Regions from separate parts of the Rattus norvegicus genome. Here region 2 is linked to region 1. A link is a contact called in public Hi-C data. All regions are on one chromosome and are shown on one strand. Each heading gives the region's core, a stretch centred on a gene start, on an enhancer-like site or on the middle of the called end of the contact. The rest is flanking DNA. Distances are from core to core; before and after follow the strand shown. Region 1 holds the start of CB741658 (CB741658 gene). Region 2 overlaps LOC120098824 (a long non-coding RNA gene).

Region 1 (6,997 bases), core at 2,933-5,432:
GAGGAAGAAGCTATGCTGGTCACAGCGGTAGACAGGGGCAATGAAGAGTCAGAGGCTGTGCTGGACCCAGAGGTGGTTGGGGTGGATGAAGAGTTTGAGGCTGTGATGGACCCAGTGGTGGTTGGGGTGGATGTAGACACAGAGGCTGTGCTGGACCCAGGGGTGGTCAGCATAGATGTAGAGGAAGAAGCTATGCTGGTCCCAGCGTTGGTTGGTGTAGATGGAGAGGAAGAAGCTATGCTGGTCCCAGCGTTGGTTGGTGTAGATGGAGAGGAAGAAGCTAGGCTGGTCAGAGTGGTAGACAGGGGTGATGAAGAGTCAGAGGCTGTGATGGACCCAGTGGTGGTCGGGATGGATGAAGAGTTTGAGGCTGTGCTGGACCCAGTGGTGGTGGACATAGATGTAGAGGAAGAAGCTATGCTGGTCCCAGTGTTGGTTGGTGTAGATGGAGAGGAAGAAGCTATGCTGGTCACAGTGTTGGTTGGTGTAGATGGAGAGGAAGAAGCTATGCTGGTCCCAGCGTTGGTTGGTGTAGATGGAGAGGAAGAAGCTATGCTGGTCCCAGCGTTGGTTGGTGTAGATGGAGAGGAAGAAGCTATGCTGGTCACAGTGTTGGTTGGTGTAGATGGAGAGGAAGAAGCTAGGCTGGTCAGAGTGGAAGACAGGAGCGATGAAGAGTTTGAGTCTGTGTTGGACCCCGTGGTCGTCGGGGTGGGTGTAGAGGAGGAAGTTATGCTGGTGCTGGACCCAGTGGTGGTCAGGATGGATATAGACACAGAGGCTGTGCTGGTTCTACTGGTGGTCGGGGGAGACGAAGAGACAGAGGCTATGCTGGTCCCAATGGTGGTCGGGATGGATGAAGAGTTTGAGGCTGTGCTGGACCCAGTGGTAGTTGGGGTGGATATAGACACAGAGGCTGTGCTGGACCCAGGGGTGGTCAGCATAGATATAGAGGAAGAAGCTATGCTGGTCACAGTGTTGGTTGGTATAGATGGAGAGGAAGAAGCTAGGCTGGTCAGAGTGGTAGACAGGGGTGATGAAGAGTCAGAGCTGTGCTGGACCCAGTGGTGGTCGGGATGGATGAAGAGTTTGAGGCTGTGATGGACCCAGTGGTGGTCGGGATGGATGAAGAGGCAGAGACTGTGCTGGTCACTGTTGGTGCAAGATTGGAGCGTATGTTGGAGTTAGTTAAGGCATATCCTGTGGTATATTAGAAGTTCTTTTCTGAATAGGAAAGACCATTAAAGACAAGTAGTGGGTTGGGGATTTAGCTCAGTGGTAGAGTGCTTGCCTAGCAAGCGCGAGGCCCTGGGTTCTGTCCCCAGCTCCGAAAAAAAAGGAAAAAAAAAAAAAAGACAAGTAGTGCAGACTGACATATTTGCTTTCTGCTTCCTCCTTTGTCAAATTCATCACATGGGTGATTTTATCCAGTGCTCCTCAGTGCCCTGTAGACACCTTTATCATCGATTATGCAATCAATAATTATAAACACTGATATTTTCTTTGTCCCCTTGGAGGTCAGAAGAATGTGTTGGACTCCCTGGAACTGGAATTCGAAATGGTTGTTGGCCACCATGTGGGTTCTGGGAATGGAACTTTGTCCTTGAAGAGCAGCCCATGCTCCAAACTACTGAGCCATCGCTCCAGCCCCACAGTGAATGTAGCCTAGACTACAGCAGACCCTGCCTAAACAAACAACAGAAAATCCTACAAGTAGCTGAACAAAATAAGAGCCACGATAACATCAAAAAAGCAAGTCTGAGTTTATCTGATGGTAAATATTCCATATTCTCACGTTTAAAAATAAAACCCTAAGTTTTAAAAATATACCATGAAGGAATTGGATGGCTAGGAGCACCCACCTTAGTAGTAAGCATTTGCCAAACACAGCATGAATGTGCAGATGTGTGTGCACACACACACAGAAACAGAGACATAGAGACACAGAGAAAGACAGAGACAGAGACAGAGACAGAGAGACACAGTGACACAAGGACACAGACACAGAGACAGAGAGACACAGAGAGACACACAGACACAAGGACACAGGCACAGAGACAGAGAGAGACAGAGACACACAGACACAAGGACACAGGCACAGAGACAGAGAGAGACAGAGACACACAGACACAAGGACACAGGCACGAGACAGAGACAGAGACACACAGACACAAGGACACAGGCACAGAGACAGAGAGAGACAGAGACACAGAGGCAGAAAGAGACAGAGAGAGAGAAACAGGCAGACAGGAGCGGGGAGGGTCGAGAATTACCAGGTAGCTGGATAAAGGTTTTATATCTGTGTGTGTGTGGTGTGCATGTGTATAAATATTTAATGTATTCTGTTGCTGTTATCAAATCTCCAACAAAAGCAACCCTAAAGGAGGAAGGATTTATTCGTCTCACAGTCCCTGGTCATGGTTCCTTCTTGCAGGGCAGCCAAGGGTGACCCAAAGTAGACCAGGCAAGTGAAAGGGAGTGGATTTGACTAGGAACGTCTTAAAGGATAAAATTAACGAATTAAAATATAGTTTGGAGGACGGGCTGGAGAGGTAGCTTAGTGGGTAAGAATGCTTGCTGCTTTCGGGAGAACCGAGTTTGGTTCCCAACATTCATATCCTAAACTCCAGCTCCAGGGAGTCCAACACCCCGTTCTGCTCTCCTCAGCTCTGTGTACATGGGGTGCACAGATATGCAAGCAGACCAAATAAGTAAATTGTAGTTGGCTTGATTTTTTTTTTTTTTTTTTTTGGTTTAAAATGATGAATTCCCCCAGGATTCCCTCTTCCCGATTCTGTGCAGGCAGAACATGGAGTTTTCACTGATGTCAGAACCGAAGAGAAAAAACAGTCAAGGCTTTTAGGTTTTTTTTTTTTTTTTTTTGAGAGGGCTCACTCTGTACCAGGTTGTCTTTTGAAATTACTCATCCTCCTGCCTCTGCTTCCTGCGTGTTGAGATGAACAGGTCCCTGTGCTGAGAGGCACGGAGGGGGGCGTTTCTTACACAGGTCAGTAGCCCAGCCTTTATTATAACATATCGGAAGCCTCCTGGAAGAAACCCGGTGAGAACTAAACCCACCGAGGACTTTTCACCCTTCTGCTCTTTTGTAGAATCCAGAAGGTTCTTCCCGTCTACCTGAGATGGTACTTGCTTTACAACCACCTCACTCAGGCAGCCTTCCTTTAACTTTATGATCACGGTTGTCTTTAAAATCAACTTGCCAATACACCACTTATTATCCTCTGCCCATTTTTAAATTTTCAGAGTCCTGCTAGGTAGCTCTGGCTGGCTGCTGAGACCTCGGGCATGAGGGACCACGCCCAGCTCTATTGGTTTGATTCGACTTGACTTTTTTTTTTTTTTTTAATCTTTTGCTGAATTCCAAACCCAGGGCTTCCCATATACCGGGCAAGCATTCTGCCCACAAGCTACTTCTAGCCTCTTATTTTATCCTATGCTATGTTATTTCAAGACAGAGTCTCACCCCATCGACAAGGCTACTGTTGAACTTGCTCCGTAACCCAGATAAGCCTTGCCACCTTCCCACCTCAGGCTCCCTGGTACCTGGAATTACAGGCCTGGGCCAGCCCAGTTAGAGTTTTAGACTCTATTCTTCTAGGTCTAAGATTGATTTAGGGTGATTTGGAATCGGGGTTACAGACAGAAGAGAAAGGACACTTTAAAAACAGTCAAGTAGTCTCACTATTTAAACACCCAGCCCACACCACACAGGTTATCCCCCCCATCACAGATGCATACACTGGGGCCTTGAAAGCCAGTCCCACACGGCGTGCTTAACAAGTGGAGCCGTGACTTAGGTCGTAAGCAATGTGAGACCAGAGCCCACGGTGTCCGTTGCTGGTTCCTGGGCGATGATACACCATTCCCCCGACGCCTCCCACCTCCTCAAAAGCAGCCAGACCATCCACATTTAGATAAAAATCACTCACTTTCTAGAAGCAGGAGCTGCAGAAGCAGCCAGCACCAGAGATGGTTTTCCCTGTGCATCTTCCTCTGCCTCCTTGTGGCTGGCAGGCAGAGACACCTGGGTCCCAAAATGTGGCTGAGTTCTTGAGAAAGAGGAGGTGAAGATGAGCTCCCAAGAGCTCAGTTCTTCTAAGGGCTTTGTGCCTAGGAAGGAGGTGGCCCGAGGCCCTGAGATGTCAAGTGTCCTCCGCAATGGGCTGTCACCTTTGTTCTCATCACCAAAGTGTGGCTGAGACCTTTATAGGTTCCTGTGGGCCAAGGAGAGGCCGGGCACTTATCTTGACAGACTGCCAGGTGTGGGTATGTAAGGAAACCGTACTGACAGGCCTGGGAAGGCAATGGCCTAGGGGTCAAGGGGGATGGCACTAAGACAAAGAGTGGCACGATCACACTGTGCCGGGTTGAAACAGGAAGAGAAAAGGGAAAGATCAAGATTGTCAGAGGGAAGGGACCCGCCCCTGAGGCAGGGATGGGGTCAGAAACCTGTTCTAGCTCATTTGTTTCCTGGTCAAGAAATTCTGCGGTTTGACGTGAGCAGGGGAGAAGCCCCAAAGATCTCAGCTGAAGGGCAGGACCCTACGTCACCACTGAATCAACCGAGGAAGAGAGAGACCCAGGGTCAGTGGAACCATCTTCACACTCTCTGTTCATTTTTCTGTTGTTATCACAAAGGACTCGTCTTAGTTTGATCTCTGTGACAAAACAGTCTGACCAAAAGCAACCGAGGGAGGGAAAGATTTATTTATTTGGCTTACACTTCCAGGTCACAGCCCACCGTTGAGGGAAATCAGAGAAGAGATACAAGGAGCTTGAGGCAGAAACTCCATGGAGAATGGCTGGGTTTTTTTCCTCTCACTCTCTGGCTCTCTCACTCTCTGGCTCCCTTGGCAGCTCATGCTCAGCTTGCTTTCTTATAAAGAGAAAGACCACCTACCTCGGGATAGCACTGCCCACAGTGGGCCAGACACTTCTGTATCAATATTCAAGATGGCCTCCTACAGACATGCCTATAGGTCAATATTCTCCAGGTATATTCCTCCATCCAGACTTCTCTCAGATAATGCTAGGCTGTGCTCAGTTGACAATTACTGTTAATCTGGGCAAAGCCTGAAGCTGGAGACTTTAAAAAAAAAAGAGGTTGATTTAGCTCATTTTTAGGAGGCTCAAAATACAAGATCAGGGGTTGGGGATTTAGCTCAGTGGTAGAGCACTTGCCTAGCAAGCACAAGGCCCTGGGTTCGGTCCCCAGCTCCGGAAAAAAACAAAAAAAACCAAAAAAACAAAAAAAACAAAAACAAAAAAAAAAAACAAGATCAGGCAGTCCCCAATACTCGGCTCTGGTGAAGACTGTTCGTTGGAACATGATGGATGATGTCATGATGGACGATGTCATGGTGGGTGATGTCATGGCAGGAGCACATGTGAATGGAATGGATCGCACGGTGAGATATGAAGAAAGGGTTTTTGGGAATACACTAGGTCCTCTGTTCTCTCCCTGTTCTCTCCAGACCAAGAAAGTCCTGACCATAAGGAAAGCATTGACCCCTCTCAAAGGCCTCCTAGGCCTCTTGACTCTGAACTGTGGGTGTGCCCCTCCATTGGAGCTTTCCCACCTAGGACCCTTCTCATCTTTCCAAACATGGCGTCTTTCCATAGCATATACCGGGGTGAGTCACAGAATCTGCTTTGGGAGTCTGAGTCTAATGGAAGAGGAACAGTCCAAATCCTCTACGAGCGTTGAGTTTGGTCCAGACACTTGGATGTTGCTGGCTCAGAGCCTGCATGGTTGGCTAAATGAGTGTGAGCAGAGGGCTTGGGAGTTGGGGGTGTGGGGAAGGGGTACGGGGAACATTTCTGCCGGTCCATGTGCAGGCAAGTGGACATTCTCCATGAATAAGACCTGTTGTGAGAAAGCTGGCAGCTATCGGGAAGGCGTGAGGCAGCTTGGAACGAATGGGTCTGAGACAGGAAGGGATGTGGCGTGCTACGTAAGACTCAGAGGTAGGTGTCCATTGTGGCCATGACGGGCCACTCCTGAGACTAAGGCAAGAGGCTGCAGTAACAGGCGGGGTTCCAGTCTTGTGGCAACCCTTACTGTACAGCCAAAAAGTACTGATGGCTCTCTAAGAAAAGAACCTTACCAGCCCAATCCAGACACAGCCGGAAGGAGGGATCTTGGATGCAAATTCAGGGTTTTGACTCAAAACCCTTCCAAAAGCTGTACCGTGTGTACTGATCGGAATCTAAATGGGGCTAATCTCTACTCGTCCTCAAGGCAGGAAGGTTGGAACACTTTATTAATCCCCATGACTCATCTTCAGGTCACGCACTAATGCCGTAAGCACTTTCGTTCTGTCTTCTGTGGTCTGGGAGTTTGCTTTCTGAGATGGGGCTTGCCCTGTAGCCCCCAGGTTAGCCTCAAACTACAGACCCCAATCCCCGCCTTAATCCTCCCTAGTGCTAGGCCTACGCCACTACACCCAGCAATTGTTTTTCCTTTTGTGTCTGTGTGGTGCTTGGGATGGAACCCTGAGCCTTCTGCACACACGCCAGGCCGATCCACCACCGCCACGGCTACCTACAGCCCCTGGCTTTAATTCTACTTCATTCCTTTTCCTTCGTGAGAGACGTTTATGTGCCATCAGCCGAACATGGTCAGGGGAAACTGAGGAATACAACTTGATCAACCTCACTAGGTGTGATGGCACGCGCCTGGAATGCCAGGACTTGGGAGGGAGAAGCAGAGAGAATACAGGGTTCAAAACCAGCTTCAGCCACATAGTAAGTTCGAAGCCCACCTAGGCAATGGGGAACCCTGTCTCAACAAACAGATCTAACCCCCACCCCTCACAAAAAAACAACAATGAAAAAAAAACCCAAACCCTAAAGCTGACCACAGATTTTTGCAGGCAGGTCTGAAGCCCTGACACACACACAAACCCCTTTGCTTCTACTTTTAACGTTTCTTTTTTTTTTTTTTTTTTTTTTTCGGAGCTGGGGATCGAACCCA
Region 2 (6,997 bases), core at 2,107-4,606, 35 kb before region 1:
AGGTTGTAGGAATTTTTTTTTTAAAATTATATATGTGTGTCTGCATATGGGTATGTGCATGAGAGTGCAGTGCCCGTGTAGGCCAGAAGAGGGCAGCAGATTCCCTGGAGCTGGACTTACAGATGGTTGGGGAGCCACCCAATATGGGTGCTAGGAGCTGAACTCAGATCCTCTGCAAGAGCAGTATGCATTCCTTTTTTTTGCTTTTTGTTTTTTCCGAAATGTATCTTTTTTTATTTTTAAAGATAATTTTAGGGGTTGGGGATTTAGCTCAGTGGTAGAGCGCTTGCCTAGCAAGCGCAAGGTCCTGGGTTCGGTCCCCAGCTCCGAAAAAAAGAAAAGGAAAAAAAAAGATAATTTTATTTGTTTGGTGTATATGAGTATACTGTTACTGTCCTCAGATACATCAGATCCCATTACAAATGGCTGCGAGCCACCATGTGGTTACTGGGAATTGAACTCAGGACCTCTGGAAGAGCAGTGCCTGCTCTTAACCACTGAGCCATCTCTCCAGCCCCGCCATATGATTCTTAACTGCTGAGCTTTCTCTTTGGTCCTGATCCTCAATTTTTTTTTTTTTGGTTCTTTTTTTCGGAGCTGGGGACCGAACCCAGGGCCTTGCGCTTCCTAGGTAAGCGCTCTACCACTGAGCTAAATCCCCAGCCCCCTGATCCTCAATTTTTAGGTCCATACCCAAAGCAAACATATTAGGAGGGCATCAGCGTGGATTTACATTACAAATTTCAAGAAACATAAGACTTGTTCCTCAGTTATGTCTCCTCTCTATGTTAAATATTTATTTTTTTATTTTTTGAGACAGGGTGTCATGTACTCCAGGCTGTCCTTGAAGTCCTATGCATCCAAGGCTAGCATTACCACCTGCTTTTTTTGCTTCTCCTCCCGAGAGCTGGGATTACAACCCTGTGCCACCATGGGAATTGAACCCAGGCTCTGGGAATGCTAGGCAAACACTCTACCAACTGAGCTACATCCCCAGCCCTTAAAGCTCCTTCCTGGCACACCTGTTATCCTAGCATGTGAAAGCTGAGGCAGGAGGATTGCAGGTTTTGAGCCTAGCCTGGATGACTGTCTTAGTCAGGGATTTACTGCTGTGAACAGACACCGTGACCATGACAACTCTTATAAGGACATCATTTAGTCATGGCCGGCTTGCATGTTCAGAGGCTCAGTCCATTGTCATCAAGGTGGGAGCATGGCATCGTCCAGGTAGGCATGGTGCAAGAGGAGCTAGCGTTCTTCATCTGAAGGCTGCTAGCAGAAAACGGACTTCCAGGCAGCTATGATGAGGGTCTTAAAGCCCACACCCACAGTGACACACCTACTCCAACAGGGCCACACCTTCTAATAGTGCCACTCTCTGGTCCAGGCTTATACAAACCTCACAACTACATAGAAAGGCATGGTCTCAAAAGAAAACAGCAGATCTGGCCCCTCACTTGGGTCCCTCTACCAGTTCCTCTGGCCCCCTATTCCCTGAGGCATCAATGGTGATTCAGCTGCAGATCCCTGCTCTGAAGGAGGCCCCCCTTCCCTACAGACCCAGGAATGAAGGGCTCAGCTTTTCTCTGCCTAGGCTTGTTCACACAGGGGAATGTCAAACAGGATTAGCTTTCTTTCTAGCAGGGCGCTCCCCTCCCACCTCTGCTTAGCCTGAAACACACTGCTCTTGTCTTGAAAATATGGGACTAGAGATCCCCACCCAGTTTCTCCAACTCTCCAACCCCAGGGTAGAAAACCGTCCTGGCTTCTGCTCACGTCTGTAGGTGTACATCAAACTGCACCTCACAGATGTCCTCCAAGGAGCTTGAAGACCTCTTATATATATAGAAGACAAGAGTGTTGGATGCCTATAGTTATCAAGAAAAATTCTGGAATGCTCTTGGTCTGAGGACCAAAAAAAAAAAAAAAGACCTCGGTTACCATGGAAACCATGGCCACAGGTATTTTGCTGTGTGTGTTTGCTTTTATGACAGAGTCTCACTATGTAGCCCTGGCTGGCCTGGAACTTGCTACATAGACCATGCTGGCCTCAAACTCACAGATATTCTCCTGCCTCTGTCTCCAAAGGATTTTTTTTTGCCACTATACTTTAGTAAAATCTATTTTACTGTCTTTATCATTTTTAAAGATTTGTTTTTTTATTTTAAGTGTGTGGATGTTTTACCTTCATGTATGTTTGTGAACCATGGGCGTGTCTGGTGCACTCGGAGGCCAGAAGAAAAAAGGTGTCGGGTCCTCTAGAACTGAAGGCGCAGATGGCTGTGAGATGCCACAGGAGGGTTCTGGGAACTGAACCTGGGGTCCTCTTGAAGAGCAGCCGGTGCTCTGAACTGTTGAGCCATCTCTCCAGTCTTTTGACTACCACTGTGTTTTATTTGAAAGGCCTCGCTGGGAGAGAAATATACCCTTGTGTTGTTAAGCTGTAGGCTAGGCAGGGCAGGCAAGAGGTGACCAAATCCATTGATTAACTGATAATTAAGCTGGAGCTGGGCGAGCCTAGCTGTGAAGGAGGCTGGACGGGAGCCCTGGTGTTCTGACCTTACCTGGATTTGTTTTCACCGCAGCTGGTCATAGAACCACTGACTCAGGTCGTTATTGTGGTAAAGGTCTTCAGAAGCCTTACACTTAAAACAGGCGTCCTGCTGCACGCTTCAGATCTAGACCCTTGGAAGGCAGAGGAGGGAGGATCAGGAATTCAAAATCATCCTTGGCAAGTTCAAGACCAGCACAAGGTACATCCCACCCCATCTCAAAAAACAAACCAAAACAACAACAACAAAAAAAACAACCCCAAAACATACACACACAGAAAACAAAACAGTGCAAAGAGAAAGAAAATAAGAAATCCTGTAGCATGCCAGTGAGGTGGTTCAGTGGGCAAAGGTGTTTTCTGTCAAGCCTGAAGACCCAAGTTCTATCACCAGGACCTCCATTTCTGCAGGAGAGAACCAACTCCTGCAGATAGATTGCCCTATGGTTTCCACGGTGACATACATATGTCTATAAGCACACACACACACACACACACACACACACACACACACGCACACACACACACACCCGCGCGCGCGCGCGCGCGCGCACAATGTTAACTTCTTGGAAAAAAAAGTTACCAAAAAAAAAGAAAAAAAATCCTACAGCCAAGAGGAAACCTCCCTAATCTCTGCCTCTTTGCCGAACGCTCTCCCTCATCCTCCCGGGCTGAAGTTAGTGCTTGTCTCTGATTTAGTGCTCCGTGAGGAACGCGGCGTGAGTAAGCAGCCAAAGGGTGTAACTGTTTTACGTGAGGAAGTGGGGCCCGGGGTTAAGTGACTCACCAAGCCACTTATCACATTTTGTGGGCTATAAAACATAATTATTTTCACATTTAGCGTCTTTCAAATGTGGATATGTCTTAGCACTAGCGTCATGTTCCAGCCAAATTGATTATTTTTTTTCCCTTAGTGGTGCATGTAGGAATGGTGTTATGTAGCTAACGGGGTCTTTATAATCGGTGGGAATTGCTTGGTGTGAGTGGGCGTGCGCTGTGTGGTTGAGAAGGGAGCTGGGGTGTCATAGGGAGCTTGGGGACTTCGATGCAAGCCAATTTCCCCTGAGTTAGTTCTTGAGAATAGATCCACTCTTAGGAGAGATGCTGATCCCTGGGCCACTACCCAGTTATTGCCACTAGGTGGCGCACGAGCACGCTTTGTCTAGGATTTTCAGGCCAACAGTTTGCAGGCCTGCCTCTGTTGCCATGGATACTGTTTCCATAGTTGTTTGACTGTCGTGATGTGTTTCCTTCCATTATTTATTTTTGCGTGCTGAGCATATATTCAGACCATGTCATCCAGGTCAACTTAACCATTTCCCTTCCGTTTTCATCAACCGTGACGCTTCTAGGACCTGCTGCTCTTTAAATTGTTTGCAGCTCTGTGGTGCTGCCACTCATGGGACAGGGAGCAGCAGCAGGCAGTTCAACACCTGGGGTGAATGAATACTAATGGTAACCGGAAAGAACAGGTCCTGGTGACAGGAAACTGCCTGTTCCTTGGTGCAGATGCACCTCCTAGTGGGGTGCTCCATGGACTTTTTAATGGTCCACTTTTTTTTTTTTTTTTTGGTAATTTCTCAAGATTTCTAATACAGTCCATGGGGCTGGAGAGATGGCTCAGTGGTTTAGGACACTTCTTGCTCTTGCAGAGGACTGAGCCTCAATTCCCAGTGCCCACACGGAGGCTCACAACCATTAGTAATTCAAATTCCGTGGGATCCAACACCCTTTTCCTGGCACATGCATACGCTCATAACTGTTGGCAAAACGCTCACACACATAAAATAAGTAAGGAAAAAATAATTTAATATAGTCTATACAGGGGAGTCTAGATTCCACATAGTCGCTGCGTGCACACAAAGTTAAAGATTTTATTAATTTTAAAAGATTTATTATGCGTATGAGTTCTTCACTTACATGTATGTCTGTGTACCACCTGTGTGCCCAGTGCCTGGGGAGACAGGGCTAGAGTTAGAGACGACTATGAGCCATCACTTGGTTGCTGGGAACATAATCTGGGTCCTTTGCAAGAACGACAAGTGTTGAGCCTTCTTTCCAGCCTCCACATAAAGTTTAAACCGAGATAGGAGGAGGGAAGCAACGAGAGGGGAAAAAAATATTAGTGGGTGCTAAGCTACAGTTAGGAAAAGGAAGCCCTTTGAGCTATTATTCAGCAAAGTGACTATATGTGTGTGTGTGTGTGTATTTGTGCATATATTATATACATTTATATGTTATATATAACATATATAAAATACACACAAAACAAACATCATTGCTCTCTAGTATATATTTATGTAAATATAAATATATGTTTATATTTATGTATGTCTTGTTTTTTTTTACTTATTTTGTATGACTGTTTTGCCAGCTTTATGTATATGCAGATGTGTGCACATTGCCCATGGTAGCCAGAAGAGGGCGCTGTATCCTCTGAAACTGGCGTTACAGATGGTCATTGCAGGATATTTGATTATAGTTCATAGAAAACCTAATTGTTAGCAAAATATACAAGCTTAGAAAGATATGAAGAGATAGAGTTTAGAGATAGAGGTATGCCTCTAAAGGCTTGATAAATAAGAATGGAAAGTTCCTGCCTATTTTAAGGCAAATTGCTTGGGAAAATTCTCGCCCACCCTAACAGAGAACCTCTACTGACTTGGCTTGGAGTACTACCCCATGACGGTTACCTGGTCCAGCCTGTCAAGGGTGTCGGGAAGAGCTAGGGACTTCTTTTATAGCAATGGACTTTTGAGAGCTCTCTTGGGGGGTACTCTCTTTGGGGTCTCTGGCGCTTGGCTTGGAAGAGTTTCATGGAAAATGCTTCAGGGAAGAGATGGGGATTTTCTCTCTGGGCTTGCGGAGCAGCAGCTGGCAGGACACAGATGGAACAAGAATCGGGCAAAGAGAGCTAAGGAGCCCTTGCGAGTTTGGAAGAGCTCAAAATAAAGATAGATTAGTGTGGTGTGGTAGAATTAAAAAGAGATGTCTAGAGAGCCGGCAGTTTAGTTGCGGAATCAGGCTTGTAAATAGATATTTTGTAAATAATTAAGGTTACCTTGGTGGGCTAGCTCCCGTCCCATGTGTCTTTATTAGTATAAATATTAGTTAATTTTTTTTTCTTTTTTTCGGAGCTGGGGACCGAACCCAGGCCCTTGCGCTTGCTAGGCAAGCGCTCTACCACTGAGCTAAATCCCCAACCCCAATATTAGTTAATTTTAAAAGGAAAACATGGGGCTGGAGATTTAGCTCAGTGGTAGAGCGCTTACCTAGGAAAAAAGAACCAAAAAAAATAAATAAATAAATAAATAAAAGGAAAACATTACAGGTTACGAGCCACCGTGTGTGCGTGTGTGCGTGCGTGCGTGCGTGCGTGCGTGCGTGGAACGGAACCCGGATCCTCTGCAAGAGCAGGAAGTGCATCCTCCTCCTCGGTCCTGGATTCACAGAGGTGAAGGTGTTCTTGTAGTCAGAGGTCAGCCCCTGACTTCTGCTTCCTCACCACACGGGGTGGCTCAGATTAAACCCATGTCATGAAACCATGGCTGCTCACTGTTGTAGAGCGAGGTCCCCTAGGCAAATCCTCCGCCATCTTCAACCAATCAACTGTGCTTCCAACAGCTCCACCCCCCCACCCAGTATAGGTTTATATATTTTTTTAATTTACTTTTGGTAAAGGTTCTTAAATGCTTTAGCCTCCCTTCTAGCCCCCCACCCACCAGAGGTAGTGGAAAGGAAAGGTTAATAAAGCAAAGAGGACCTGTTTAGAAATTGTTCTTTGGAGGGGATCCCACTGGCGTTATCAGGACATCAGCAGTTCAGTTCACACGAATCAACAGCAGTAGCTCTCGATCCACTTGTAAACACCACTCTTGAATCAACAACGGCAGGTCGATCCAGAAGAGACTACCGGTGCTTTGCCAATCGGCCTGAGTCAGTCAGAAACGGCAAAAAGCCGCTGGAACACCACCAGAAGTTGTTTGGTGGCATTTCTCTCTATGAAGTCACGACAAAAGGTGACCAGCAAAGAGTGGTAAGGCGAACCAGTACCATACAAGCAGTATCCACTGTCTGTTGGATTTCATCCTCCCATGGGTCTATTTTGGCAAAAAACATCCTCTCCTAAGACAGTTTCCAGAAAAACATCACATGACACAATGGAGTCTCCAAAGAAACCAGAAATTTCCACTTTACCCCAGAGAGCCCTGTGGACTGTTGACTTTCCCTCAGAGAAAGAAGGGGTGGAGCTAGTCATTGGGGTTTTACCCAGCATTTCAGCTGCTTTGCCCTTGTATGCAGTTGGGGTCTTGGGGGTGCTAGAGTAGGTTAACTGGGAGGGCTATATTTCTGCTGTTGGGGGGAAGCCATCGCTGAGTGGACTTTACAGTGTGACAGCATTAGAGTCTCCATGTTCCTGTAAGCAACCCCTCATGCATGCTCTGT

The links. Hi-C and Micro-C count contacts between places; a contact is called where the count stands out from the background.
Region 2: a contact with region 1 is called in a Hi-C map of the A7r5 cell line, with 2.7 times the contacts expected there. The contact joins the enhancer-like site here to the promoter of CB741658 in region 1. A contact is called at or near these places in 6 of 12 Hi-C or Micro-C datasets (the A7r5 cell line, the Rat2 cell line, Schwann cells and 3 more).

Annotation. Positions count from the first base shown.
Region 1 is chr20:3,120,943-3,127,939 of GRCr8, reverse strand. CB741658 (CB741658 gene) reads right to left here and starts at 4,182. Exons shown (of 1, transcript NR_002316.2): 1 at 931-4,182.
Region 2 is chr20:3,155,505-3,162,501 of GRCr8, reverse strand. It overlaps LOC120098824 (a long non-coding RNA gene), which reads right to left. Exons shown (of 3, transcript XR_010060968.1): 2 at 2,565-2,685. Among named protein-coding and RNA genes, the nearest start is that of C20h6orf15, 20 kb to the left of the region's middle. Within about 2 kb of position 3,356, at least 7 of the 93 cell types and tissues checked have an H3K27ac peak or open chromatin away from gene starts, as enhancers often do. A contact at or near this core is called in the A7r5 cell line, where this site is marked.